2 separate regions of the Mus musculus genome follow, and region 1 is linked to region 2. Evidence: chromatin contacts called from public HiChIP or PLAC-seq data. All regions are on one chromosome and are shown on one strand. Each heading gives the region's core, a stretch centred on a gene start, on an enhancer-like site or on the middle of the called end of the contact. The rest is flanking DNA. Distances are from core to core; before and after follow the strand shown.

What was found. HiChIP or PLAC-seq counts read pairs in DNA pulled down with a chosen protein or histone mark.
Region 1: a contact with region 2 is called in an H3K27ac HiChIP or PLAC-seq map of embryonic stem cells, with 4 times the contacts expected there. The contact joins two enhancer-like sites. A contact is called at or near these places in 7 of 484 Hi-C or Micro-C datasets (CD4 T cells, bone marrow-derived macrophages, cortical neurons and 4 more), 2 of 115 datasets of contacts at active chromatin or transcription factors (both in embryonic stem cells) and 1 of 9 other capture datasets (adipose tissue).

What each region holds. Positions count from the first base shown.
Region 1 is chr11:62,352,979-62,360,003 of GRCm38.p6, forward strand. Ncor1 (nuclear receptor co-repressor 1) reads right to left here. Exons shown (of 45, transcript NM_001252313.1): 22 at 5,877-6,037; 23 at 1,593-1,710; 24 at 1,393-1,494; 25 at 256-356. Among named protein-coding and RNA genes, the nearest start is that of Ttc19, 75 kb to the left of the region's middle. Within about 2 kb of position 2,448, at least 4 of the 459 cell types and tissues checked have an H3K27ac peak or open chromatin away from gene starts, as enhancers often do. A contact at or near this core is called in embryonic stem cells, where this site is marked.
Region 2 is chr11:61,892,578-61,899,226 of GRCm38.p6, forward strand. Akap10 (A kinase (PRKA) anchor protein 10) reads right to left here. Exons shown (of 15, transcript NM_019921.3): 9 at 4,071-4,215; 10 at 803-976. Among named protein-coding and RNA genes, the nearest start is that of Akap10, 34 kb to the right of the region's middle. Within about 2 kb of position 5,099, at least 6 of the 459 cell types and tissues checked have an H3K27ac peak or open chromatin away from gene starts, as enhancers often do. A contact at or near this core is called in embryonic stem cells, where this site is marked.

The sequences.
Region 1 (7,025 bases), core at 1,198-3,697, 460 kb after region 2:
AATATCTTCTGCAAGTTTCTTTTGCCAATTTCCAGGTGAGTAGTAACACCTTGAATAACTACAGTATAGATACCATGGCTTGGAGTTAAAATGCAGCCGGAAAGGAAAAGGTCTGGAGATCTGAGGTTTATTACTGAGAGCTGGACTCATAAAAGAACAATGACCCATGCTGCTATAACAAGAGCACTGCTATAACTAAAACTCCTGAGAAATCCAGCTTTCCAGGCTCCAGGAGATGATGGCCCATGCACTGACCTGGGTAATAGAGCCCCGCAACGATGAAATGGTCTCCACTGAGATTTTGCTGGCTGGAGTTCCCCGAGTTATACTTCCTTCTTGGACAGCCCCTGCAGTGCCTGAATGAAAACAAAACCATCACTAAATCATTGCCTTCTTCCTAGCAGCCCCTACTCCACAATACAAGTTCTCACACAGCAGAATGGGGCAAGCATAACAAAAATTATCCTAATGAAATGCATGGCTCAAATAATATCATAATGATCTTTAAAAGGATTGTTCAAACTGATTGATGAAGGTCCTACCCCTAGCAGAGGAACTACTGGTAGCTTATAACTGCTTAGGGAAAGAAGCAATTTCTCTTTAGGGAACTAGAAACATGTGTAGACTGCCTATAATCCAGTAGATGGCACAAATACACATGCATATATAGGCAATAATAACTGCACTATCAAAAAAATGAGAGAGCAGTGGCTGAGAACATGAGAGTGGGAGGGAGCATGTTGAGGGGGAAAGAGTTGGTGTTGGGGAAATGATCAAAATGCACTATACAAATATATGAAATAACAGAATAAATATATTATTAAAAATTACGGCTGACAAATAATGTCAGAGTTTGGTGGGGCTTTTTGGTTTTGGTTTCGATTTATTACTATATGCCCATCAAATTTCAAAAGTTTTAAAGTTATTGGCTCAGCGATTAAGAGCAGTGACTGCTCTTCCAGAGGTCCTGAGTTCAATTCCCAGCCACTACATGGTGGCTAACAATCATCTGTAATGGGGTCCAATGCATTCTTCTGGTGTGTGTCTGAAGACAGCTACAGTGTACTTGTATAAATAAAAATAAATAAATCTTTTTTAAAAAATAGCTATCTTTACATGGAAGCAAAAACATAAAAGTCAGTAACTTGAAGAAATAAGTCATTAAAATATATTAATGACTAAGCTGTTTGTATTCATGTATACTTTGGAGGCTGAAGTAGGAGGACTGAGAATCCAAGTTCAAACTTGACCATACAGCATATCCAAGGCCAGTAAAATTATCACTGTTACCACAACTTAGGATGTACCCACAAAAAAATTTTAATGAGTTCCTTTATAAAGTTTACTATGGGCAAAGGTTTAACATAACTGTTAAACTGGATACAGTTTTACCTCTGACCACACCTTCATGCTGCGCTCTGACCAATAAACCCTCAGGTTGTGAGTTTTGGCTTCTCGGAGAAAATTCTTCCTGCTTGATGTAGGTCAAAGGAGCTATGGGGAAAAGAAAGAGAACCATGAGAAGACCAACCACTGAGTGGCTGACCATGATGCTACAAACAGGCGTGATAGAACTGTGGCCACTCACTGACCTGCTTTGGTAGACTCCTGCTGCCGGGGCAATCCCAGAGAGATAGACCCCACGGAGGGCTTAGGGGCTTCTTGTGGATAAGCCTGATTATGAGAAGACAAGTAAGTGCCAGGAGTTCCCTAAAAAATAAAAAGATAAAAGAGTCAAAGACTAAGCATTGTCTCTCCTGAGAGTAAAGTCAATCTTCACGTTCCATCTATAAAAATCTATATCTCTGCCACTCACAACTTTAAAAAGTAATTGAACAAAAGGGAAATTTCAGCATAGATTATTAAGTTAGAAAAACTAAAGGAGTAAAATATGTATACTAACAATATCACATATTACATATAGATTATTTATTAGCCAAGTCTGGCATGGCCTTGTTAGGGACAGAATGACATGGTTCCTGTACTTGGGACAGGACCAGGAGGTGTGAGCCTCCACCAGAGGTGAAGGCTGGGGAGGGTGGGGGGTTGGGGAGCACGAGGCTTGTTTGTATAATAACATATATACTTAACATTCCTCCTCCAAGGAAAGTCCTCCCAGTTAATGTTGGTGACTCCATGAAAATCAGAGACAGCAAAGAGTACTGGAGGTGTGGCTAATGTCTCAGCAAGTCAACATGCTTGAAGAAGGTAAGTGCTGAGACCTTCAGGATAGCTCTGATGGCTATGGAAAAGAACTCTTAAAAACTTGTTCAAAAATACCTAACTCCTCAAAACCTAAGGATGCAATATTAATTATATGAGGGGTTTCACAAAGCTAAAGGAACAAAGGCAGCTGCGCTTCCAGCCAACTTATCAAGAGAGTTACAGAGGAAGGAGAGAAGAGATGTAGGGAGTGGCACTCCGAGAGACCCCACCCAGCTCATTAGTTTTGTTTTTATGCTTACAAAGGCAGACAGATTCCAGAATTCAGGTTCAGCCAGGGACTGAGCAGGTGTGATAGAAATGGTAATTTCAGGATAGGGTCCCACTCTGCTAGTTTATTGTCTATGCTTAATAGAGGCAGACAGATTTCTGAATTCTTTTGCAATGTTAAAAGAAAATGTGCTTGTCCCAGATGCAGATGCTTTGGATCATCCTAAGGAAGCTTGGAGTAAATGACTGGATTAATATGGAGAACAAGAGATCGGGTTTATGATCTGCGAGAGTTAGCTATCCAAAGATGGTTTTTAAATAGGAAGAGAGAAATGCCACAGGCAGAGCATAGAGAGAGCTGTCTGGAGATCTGCAGAGAAAGCAGACTGGAAAGCTGTCTCAAGCAGACATAGGGCACCAGCTTGGCTCATGTTTGACTTCAAGTAGTTTGTTTTCAAAGCTCCCAGACAACCCTTTTCTCAGGAATCTGGACCTAGCCAAGGCTGGTCCTTCATTCGCATTTATTAAATTACCTACAGCATTTACCACAATGCACTCAAAATGTAAGCTACTATTAACAATATTTTATATGTCTTAAAAATGCAAAAAGAACATCTATGAAAATAGCAAGAGATCAGAAGATATTTGAAAAGTTGCAACACATCCATTGGAACCCAGAAAGTTGTGTGTATATACAAGGCTATGCATACCCTAAACAAAGCCCTAAGGAGCTCTCACCTTTAGCTGACCTATTTTTAGTAAACTGAAGTTTTTTTATGAGAGATATGTGAGTCTGTCAGAACCATTACAGCAACATCGTAGATGGTCAACATCAAGCTGACCTCAAACATGTGATCCCACTGCCCCAGCCTCTAGGATGCTGGGGATTAAAGGTATATGCAACTATGTCTAGATCTAAATTACTTCTGACTTAAGGTACACACACTCCTTTAGATGTAATACTGCTGCATATTTAACAGGCTACAGCATGGAACAAAAATAAATTTTTATATATACTAGAAAACCAAAAAGCTCATGACATTGTTCACTAAGATATTTATTTTCTACGATGGTCTGGAATCAAGCTGATGATGTCTGCACTCATGACTGTATGAGCCAAGAACTTATAGAAACAAAGAATACATTAAAATTGCTAAGCATGTTGGTGCAGGCCTTTAATCCCAGAATTTGGGAGGCAGAGGCAGGAAGATCACTGTGAGTTCAAGGCTAGCCTGGTCTAAATAGTTACATTCCAAAGCCAGTAATGATACATAATAAGACACTGTCTCAAAAAAGGGGAGAGAGAGAGAGAGAGAGAGAGAGAGAGAGAGAGAGAGAGAGAACGCAGAATACATTAAAATTACTGAAATAGCCAAAAATAAACAGATATGCACATCACTTCTACAGAAGAAATTATAAAACACTTTAAATAGGAATTAACAGTAATGATCTAGACAAATGAAAAGATGTGCACATAGATTAGAAGAGCCAAGTGGTAGTAGCATACAGACAGGAAGCAAATAAAAAGACAGGCAGATCTCTGAGAGTTCAACAACAAAGCAAGTTCTAGGACAGCCAAGGCTACATGAAGAAGTCCTGGCCCACTAAAAGAAACAAACAAAGGACAGACAGACACAAACAAAAAGAAAGGCAGACAGAAAGAAAGAGTAAAAGAAGATTCAAGATTGTTAAAATCTATTCCTATCTGAAACTGATTTATAGGTTTACTATAACTCTGGCTTTATCTATGTATCTATATATTTATATATATTTCAGGACATATAATGTGGCAATAATCAAGAATATTATAAAAAGAAAAGCAGAAAAATAGATCCATGAAAAAACTCTGGGTGCAGATACAAATCCAAATATATAGTTAAACACTTGTAAACAAAAGATAACCAGAGCAATCAAAAGAAAGGGGGGGTTTTGAAAACCATGCTATTAAAAGTGAATGCTGATTTTCAAACTATTATGTACAAAGAAACCAGCATGTAACTGATCATAAGAATGAAAGTAGAAGCCAATCTATAAAGCTTGCAACACGTAACTAATCAGAGTATGAAAACTGTTCGGTGTGCAACAATGATATGAAAATGTTCTGTTTAACAGTGCCATATATACAGAGAATACAAAATGAAAAATTATGTATACATATCTAATCAAAATAAAAAATTTACGTAGACTACATAGTTTAAAGCTTCTAAAGATGGAAATACAGCCCAGTCAATCGAGTATTTGCCAAAAAAATAGTCCTGTGTTCAATCCCTAGCACAAGATGAAGGCAGCATGGCGGCACACATCTGTCATCCAAACATTGGTAGGTAGACGTTCAAGGTCATTCTTGGCTACATACTGGTGTATAAAAGGCCTTTTCTCAAAAACAGTCAGCAAGATGGCTCAGTAGGTCCAAGTGCTTGTCAGGTTGCCTGAAGCCCTGAGTTAGATCCTCACAACCTACATAGTAAGAGAGAACTGACTCTCATTAAGTTCTCCTTTGACTGCCACAGGTGCACTGTGACCTGTGTGTACAAACATAAATACACACACACACACACACACACACACACACACACACACACACATACTCCAATGTATAAAAGAAAAAAATTATTATATAATGCATTTAGTACACTTGTGGTTTTACTGTGCTTTTTCATAGTGAGGCAGGTGTGAAGTTTTCTACTTGTGATGGCATGCTATGTTCAGAAAGTGTTACATTTTTTAGAGCATTTCAGGTTCCAGATATTCAGACTACAGTAGTCATGTCATAAAATCAGAAATACAAGTATAGCCAAAGAGCATACAGAAAGTGTTTGACGTAATTGTCAGGGAAACACAGTCTACAACCACAATGAAATATTACTTATTATACCTATTCAGTAGGTATAATAAGCATGCCTAAAATGGGAAGGAAAAAGGAAAAAAACAAAAAAAAAAAAAAAACAGTAACAATACATGGAACAAAGAATGAAACCAGAAATCTCAGTCTTCTACAATGCTAGTGGTTACATAACTACAATCAACTTCACTCCTAAGTAACTATGAAAAAAAAAAAAAAAATCCAAACACCAGCACAAAAGTACTCACAGCAGCTCCAATCATAAGGAGCCTACATTAGAACACTTTAGGTTCCCCTCCACAAAAGGAATATTTAACAGTAAAAAGGCTACTAATTACACACAAAGACTTGACTAAATTTCTAAAATCACTACACGGAGATAAAAGGCAAACGCAAAAGAATGCAGTATATGATCTTGTTCATGAGCACTAGGAAAGTGGCTATGACCAAACACATGGCTACAGCCAACAGGACAGAGAGGAGACAGCCTAGGAAGGAGACTGATTGCTTATCAGTACACTAATAAGTTAGTGAGAATAAATAAAGGGCTAACCAAGTAATATTCAACAGAGAAATCTGCTATAAAGAAAAACCAGTTTACCTGTGAGATAGACCCTCCCATTATAAAGGATGGTTTTTCTGATGCCACTGTGGTTTTAGATGATGGGATGAGGGGAGGTGGTGGCCTGGTTGGTCGTGTTGTTGGAAGCCGAACCCCTTCAGGAAGGTTAGTTATCACTTGATGCGGAGCAGGTTGGAGGACTTTTTAAAGGAAAAAAAAAAAAAAAGGATTTTAAAATGGTCAATTTCCTAGTAGGCCACAGGCTACCTTTCTCAGTTAAGCATTCCTGAATCTTTTGATCACAAATTAAATTATAAATGTCAGATGAAGCTAAAAATGAATATTTTCACTTTTAAAAGTTCTTTCAATGAGCATACTCAAATCTCAGGCGGTTATTTGTGAGGTAAATGTATTCAATTTATTTCAAACTACAGCATACAAAGCTAATTTCTGAGCAACTATTCAATTCACCAGAGGCAATCGGTATGAATGACTTTGACTTTCTTCATCGCCCTCTGAAACTTACAATGGGAACGAGAATCAGGGAGCTCCATCTAAGCTACAGCTGCTGCTTCACACAGTAGGAGACCTGGCTGACAAACCGGCATAAATCCTCTGTGTAGCTGCATAATTTGAGAATTATCTATTGATTCTGGCTTTCACAGTACACTTGAATTTCTGAGGGGGAAGATACTCAAGGATTTTTACAAAATAGTTGTACTGTTAAAAGAAAAGCCAATCACAGTATAGGTGTGTCAACACAAATTTCCCAGTGGCATAGGGTATCTGAAAACAAATGACAATGAAATGAAGAGAAACAAGAGAGTCTTTCTAAGACAGCAAAGACATGTCCTGGAAGCACAAGTCACTCATGAGATTAAAATACCACAGGGAACACCTGTGGGTAGATGGCCGGCAGCCACTGTGCAGAAAGGCAATATTTACCTGGAGGGACACTATAGCGGGCTGCACTCATATCAGGCTGGGAAGCGGCTTTACTGACTTCTCTTGGAGAGAGCCTGCACGGTGAGGCTGACCTTGCTGCGGTACTGTGCATGTGTGCTTCCTGCTCTAGAGCACGTTTGACCTCAGCATAAGGCATATAGGCGACTGATTTTCCTATGAAAGTTAAAGTTATCACAATAAGGGAAGAACCCCAAATTAAAATAGTGTGAAAGGACCAGGCCC
Region 2 (6,649 bases), core at 3,849-6,348:
CTGAGGGAGCACCCTGAGAGAATGTGTACTATGGATGTGACCATGGTCATGTTAAGGGCAGCAGTGCTTCAGAACCAAAGGAATGGCAATGCTTTTCCTTGGTCTAAGTATGGATAGTGACAGCTGTATGCAGGAAATATCAACCACAGCTGCTGCTCTCTGCATGATTATAGCCAAGACTGCTACCCTACGGAGGCCCCTGTACTGAGATTCAGCTGTATATAAAAAAGCCACCTCCTTGTTTCGCTGTGTATAACAGAGATGCTGAGTGTTGTCTGGGCTGCTAATGCATCCATCAAAGTTCACAGCCCATCTGACCCAGCTTCTCCGTATACGTCACTGTCAACACAGTCAGGTCAATCCAAAAGCCATGCAAGAGTGTCAACTGGGGAGGTAGAGGCTGGCAGATTCCTAGGCCTTGCTGGTCAGCCAACCTAACCTAATGTTAAGTCAGGGCCAGTGAGAGACCCTATGTCAAAAACCAAGGTGAATAATGTCTGAGGAGTAACATCCAAGGCTGACCTGTCCTCTGCACTTTTGAGCATGTACACACACATACTTTGTCACTAAAACAAAAAGGCATGTTGTCCAACAGATGAACAGCTTTTATGACAGAACATAATACTTTACAATATAGTAGAAGCCTAATTACTATTTACAGTCTGACTAGAGTTTACAAATAAGCTGATTTTATTTTCTTCTATCTACTACTTAAAACATACGAATGGGATCTACTGCTGGCATTTGGAGGAGAGGCTCTCTATGCCTCCCATCCCATTGATAGAGTGACATTGGCTAATACCTGAGCAGTGGAGCCATCGGAACCACCTGAGTGAGACTCCTCAGGAAGGCAGACAGAGCCGTGAGCAGCCAGGGAAACATTCCCTCCAAGAAATTCATCTCCTCGAACTGAATGGATGAGATCATTCAAATATTTGTAATAAAGATTGCTGGACAGAAAACCAGGCAAAAAGACCTGAAAGAGGAACAACATTTTAAAGACGAAAATCAAATACATCTAGTAAAATTTCTTTGAATAGCTTTACCTACAAGCCTATCACTAATAGCAACATCACCATCACTTCTACTTCTCTCTGTTACACTTCTAGCCTTTTGTACAGTTTTCGCTGCCACTAAAATCAAGTGTTGTTGCCCGCCCACACTTTTCATGGACATTACATAGTGACAGGTTGGTAGTCTTTACCACATACTGATTTTAATTCTGAATTGACTTCCCTAAGATAAATAATAAGGCATGTGGGCTGAAGAGATGGCTCAGACCTGAGTTTGGTTCGCAGAACCCACGTCAGGTGGCTCACAACTCCCTGTAGCTCAAGCTCCAGGGAGATAGAACACCTCCAGCCTCGATCGGCATCTTCACCCAGGTATACAACCCAAACACAGACATGAAACTAAAAAGAAATATTTTAAAAATTACAAGGAATGAGATTGCTAAGTTTAATTTTAACCTTCAGATATCTGACGATTGTACCTACCAAAGAGATGTTTTTAATTTATATTACTGGTTATAGATTATCTGTGTCCACACAAGCTTCCTGGTGCTGATTTTCTTATCTGTTTCCAATTGACTAATGGCACTTGCTGAATAAATGCCAACTAAAGTATGTCTTTATGGTCACTTAAGAATTATTAATGGTGGAGCTAAAGGGATCTGCAACCCTATAGGTGGAACAACATTATGAACTAACCAGTACCCCGGAGCTCTTGACTCTAGCTGCATATGTATCAAAAGATGGCCTAGTCGGCCATCACTGGAAAGAGAGGCCCATTGGACACGCAAACTATATATGCCCCAGTACAGGGGAACGCCAGGGACAAAAAAAAAATGGGAATGAGTGGGCAGGGAAGTAGGGGGGAGGGTATGGGGGACTTTTGAGATAGCTTTGGAAATGTAATTGAGGAAAATATGTAATATTAAAAAAAATAAATTAAAAAAAAGAATTATTAATGGTGCTGAATAAGTACTCATTTATCATCTCCCATTACAGACTTCCTTCACAGCACTTGTAACAACTGTTGGTATGTCTGTCTGTAATTAAAATATCTTTTTTTTTTTTTGGTTTTCCGAGACAGGGTTTCTCTGTATAGCCCTGGTTGTCCTGGAACTCACTTTGTAGAACAGGCTGACCTCGAACTCAGAAATCCACCTGCCTCTGCCTCCTGAGTGCTGGGATTAAAGGTGTGTGCCACCATGCCCGGTTTAAAATATCTTTTTATAGACATAAGTTCCAGAGGTCCAAAGCCCCATTTGTTTACCAGTATAACACCAATAACTAGTATAGAAATATTCAACAGAATTTGTTGAATATGTCATATTTTCACTTTTCTTTTTTTCAATTTAATTTTATTTATTGTTTATGTGTATGTACAAATAGTTGTCTATGTGCAACGTCCCACACGTAGATGTGAGAGGACAACGTGCAAGTGTTAATTCTCTGCCTCTCTCTCCCATGTACTCTGGGAACTGACCTCTGAATCTGAGAACTCCTGCTAGCCCTTCTCTTTGCTGTTTAATATGTCAGTGTGTGTGATCCTCAGGGACTTGGTCTCTCACTGGTCTAGAGATCAGCCATCTCTCTGTACTGGCTGGATAGTGGGCCCCAGGGATCTCCTGAGCACAGGAGTGTTCGAAGATGTGTGCCACTCAGCATTTTTTGAGTTCCAGGAATCAAACAAGTCCCATATCTCCTAGCCTTAAACATTTCATCTTTTCCACCTATCTGAGATTGTAAGTTGTGTGTCAATACACCCAACTATATATCTTGGTTTTCTCTGTATTTTATTTTCATGAAGTTTATATCTTTTATATTTCACAAGACCCGGACTTCCTTAAAAAAAAAAAATCAGAAAAAAAAATTATTTTAATTATGAAAAAGTGACTACCTGGAGTTGTTATTGATACCAGCCTTTTATACTAATTCTTTTAATTTAGTCCTTTTTGTGTGTATGTTTATGTGCATGCATGTGGAAACTAGAGACTAATTTTTGAGTGTCTTCCTCAATCACTTCTCCACCTTATTTTTCAAGACAAAGTCTCTCACTGAACTTGGGGCTCACCAATTGGCTGGATCCTCCTGTTCCTGGGTCCTCAGCACTAGGATTAGAGGCTACCTCTCCATACCTGGTTTCTTGAGAAATTATTGAGGGTCAGGAGGTGGTAGTGGCAGCACACGCCTTTGATCCCAGCACTAAGGGAGGCAGAGGCAGGTGAATTTCTGTGAGTTCCAGGACAGCCAGGGCTATACAGTAAAACTGTCTCAAAAAACCAAAAAAATAAAATTAAAACAGAAAGAAAGAAAGAAAGAAAGAAAGAAAGAAAGAAAGAAAGAAAGAAAGAAAGAAAGAAAGGAAGGAAGAAAGAAAGAGGGAGGGAGGGAGGAAGGAAGGGAAGAAAGGAGGAAAGAAGGAAGGAAGGGAAGAAGGAAGGAAGGAGAAGGAAGGAAGGGAAGAAGGAAGGAAGGGAAGGAAAAGAAGGAAATGGAATTCCTGCGGATACTAACAAGCCTGACTGAGCTACTTTCCAAGCATCTATATACATTCAGTATTTTTGTGTATGGCATTTTAGAATCATTAATGTTTCAATCTTGAGGATCAATAGTTATTTGTCAATTATTCAGAAATTAACTTTGTCTCATACTGCTACTGTAGCTAATAACAGTTAATATTTTTAATGTGGTCATTAAGATAATAAACATTTTATATCATTACTTTATTTTAATACTGTATAACTTTGATGTTATTTCTATTTTACAGATGAGGAAATGGTATTAGGAGTTCAGTAACAGCCTGGGCTGATTAAGCCTACAAACGTAAGGTTAATACACACCAAGTCAAGATTCAAGTCTCTGCTCTTAATCACTGTGCTGTACTGTTTCAATTTCCCACAGTTCCCACAGTTGTTATACATTATATTTTCAGAGTTCCACAAGTAAAACTTCTCATAGTTTAACATTTGAAGATCTTTTTTTTTTTTTTACAACCCATAATTATTCTATTTATATAAAATCAATGATGATCTGTTCATTTGTTCATTTGAAGATCTTGGTTACCTTCTCCATGGTTGTCCAGGCCTGACGTAATGGAGTTGTGAAACAATTAGGAAGTGGTCCACCTTCCCTGCAGATATTAGATTCAATTTCTAATCGTACAACATCATCAAATCCAAGGGGGTGTGTGGCTTGGAGGGAAAAGTACCTATGCAAAAGATTCAAAGTATAACCAAATTACACACAAGATGAAACAGCTGTCTCTTCTTACAGACACTCTTACCGGGGAAGGAAAGTGCTACTGTGTAGCCTTTTGCTGATTCTCATACCCTCTAGAAAACCTGCTACTTTTCACCTGTCTTCCAACATCTTCCGTTTCTACCTAGCCAGCTCTGCAGGTACTTGAGTTGTGAGACAGGTTACACAGAAGCAAAGAAACCAACCAGCTACACATACTCAATGGACACCTGTTTTCTTGTCTAGGATCTAAATAGGAGTTTGTAACAAAATTTCTTAGCTAAGACTCTATCATTTTCCCTGAAAAGAGTAACAAAGACTTGTGCACAAGATAATACTGAAACACACCACCACACCTAGCATTGAAATAAACACATGGGAATCCAAATAATACTAAAGGTGAGGCTGATGGATTTAACTGGAGTTAACTCAGAGGACCTGCTAATGATTTAGAGCAGAAAGGAAAAAGTAGTGGATGAGAACCCAAAAGAACCTGAGCGTAATGGGATATAGTGCAACTAATGTTTGGTACCTTGATTATGTATACAAAAAACACAATAAAAGCAGGGAAAGTAAACTTTCACATACTTTAGAGCTCTCTGCCTCCATCTGTGACAGACACATGGAAAGGATAGTGATACGTACGTACAGGAAACAGAAAGATAAACAAGCAGGAAACAAGAAAGTCCAACCCAACAACCAACGAACAAAATAGCAGCACCCATAGGACATCAGACTTGGAAGAGTGACTTCCAAGGTGAAAGCAGGCCTGCTCTGAGCAATTACTATGCTCCAGCCTGAACTGGGTGGGGCCCAGGACCACTGTTCTACCCCAGCGTTCACAAGCTGTTCTCTCTTCATCAGCCTTTCCATATCAAAAAGCACCTCTCCTGAGCTACAGGCAAGGAGTTAACAAGTACTCTCAAATGAGTTTAACTTCCAGGCACCCAGGTCAAACTTCAAATATGCATTCTTCCTATTGCAACAGCCATCACTCTCTTTACCCAATAACTTCCACTAACCCACCACAGCAAGGTGAGCACTGGGCTAAACAGGAAGAACAAGATCTGTTAGAGTTCCACTACCACCCTGCCCTCTAACTGACTTTGGGAAACAATGTTCTCCACAGGACTTAGTTCTCTACCTTCAAAACGGAAAAATCAGACTAGACGCTTAATCTGATTATTCATCAGAGTTATCTAGAATGTTTTCAAAGGAATAAGCATTCCCAAGTCTCCCCTTCAAACCTGCTGAACCAGAATCTAAAACACAGGACTGGAAGCAAATTTTAAACAAGGTCCTAGATGAATTTTTTTTTAAAGATTTATCTTATTTACATGTTTGGGTGTTTTGCCTGCAAATGTCTGTGCACAACGTGGGTGCCTGGTCCTTGTATCCCCTGGAACAGCAGTTGTAGATCGTTGTGAACCAAAATGTGGGTGCTGGGACCTGAACTCAGAAGAGCAACCGTTGCTCTTAACCATTGAGATGTCTCTCCAGTCCCTTGTAGATGAACATTATGCAGACAGCTTGACACAAATCTGCAGTCCCATGTTTAGCATCCACTGGTCTAGACATTCCGACTCTTTTCAATGGCATCAAAGAGTTCTTGCTTTTAATATTTTTTAATGTGTGCATGTGTTGTCTGTTTGAATGAGCAAAATGTATGTGCAGGCCCCTTGAGCCAGAAGAGGGTGTCAGTCAGATCCCCTAGAGATGGGAGCTATACACGATTCTGAGGTGCCTAACACGGTGATGGAAGCAGGAATTGAGTTCTCTAAAGAATAAATGCTCTTAGTTGCAGAGTCACCTCTCCAGCCACCAGGCCTGAGGAATTCTTTTAATCCCCAAGTCAACCCTTTTAATTTGTCTATGGAGACAAACAACAAATTTCCTCACAAAAAAGAAAAAAACAAATGTAAATAATTTAATTTAATCAGGGAACAGGACTATGGTGACAGAGCTGGCTACAGTCTTATCATTTGCCTGAGCAGATGTTTTAATTATATTTATAGTCAGATTTTTTTTCCCAAATTCTTGTCTTTGGTGAAAACTACTGAGAAATTGGCTGGTATAGTCCAGAGGTAGAGGACATGCTTAGCATGTACAAAGCCATGGGTTCAATTCCTAGCACCAAAAACAAAACCCAAAAATTCCTGAAAGAAACAACAACAAACCCCACCCCCACTATTTATTATCAAAGCAGGTTAAAGGTATGATACATCTACACCCTTTCCAATGTGTTCCAATTATTTTAGTGTATGTCCTATTGTGTTCTAGAAACATTTTTATTACCCAAATATAAGTCCTCTTTCCTTGTCCTTATACTAGGGACGATGCTGGTTCCTAAGACAGGCTCTTCGGCTGGGTTCTGCAAGCCCTCTTTCCATCTTGGTCCTCGCTAA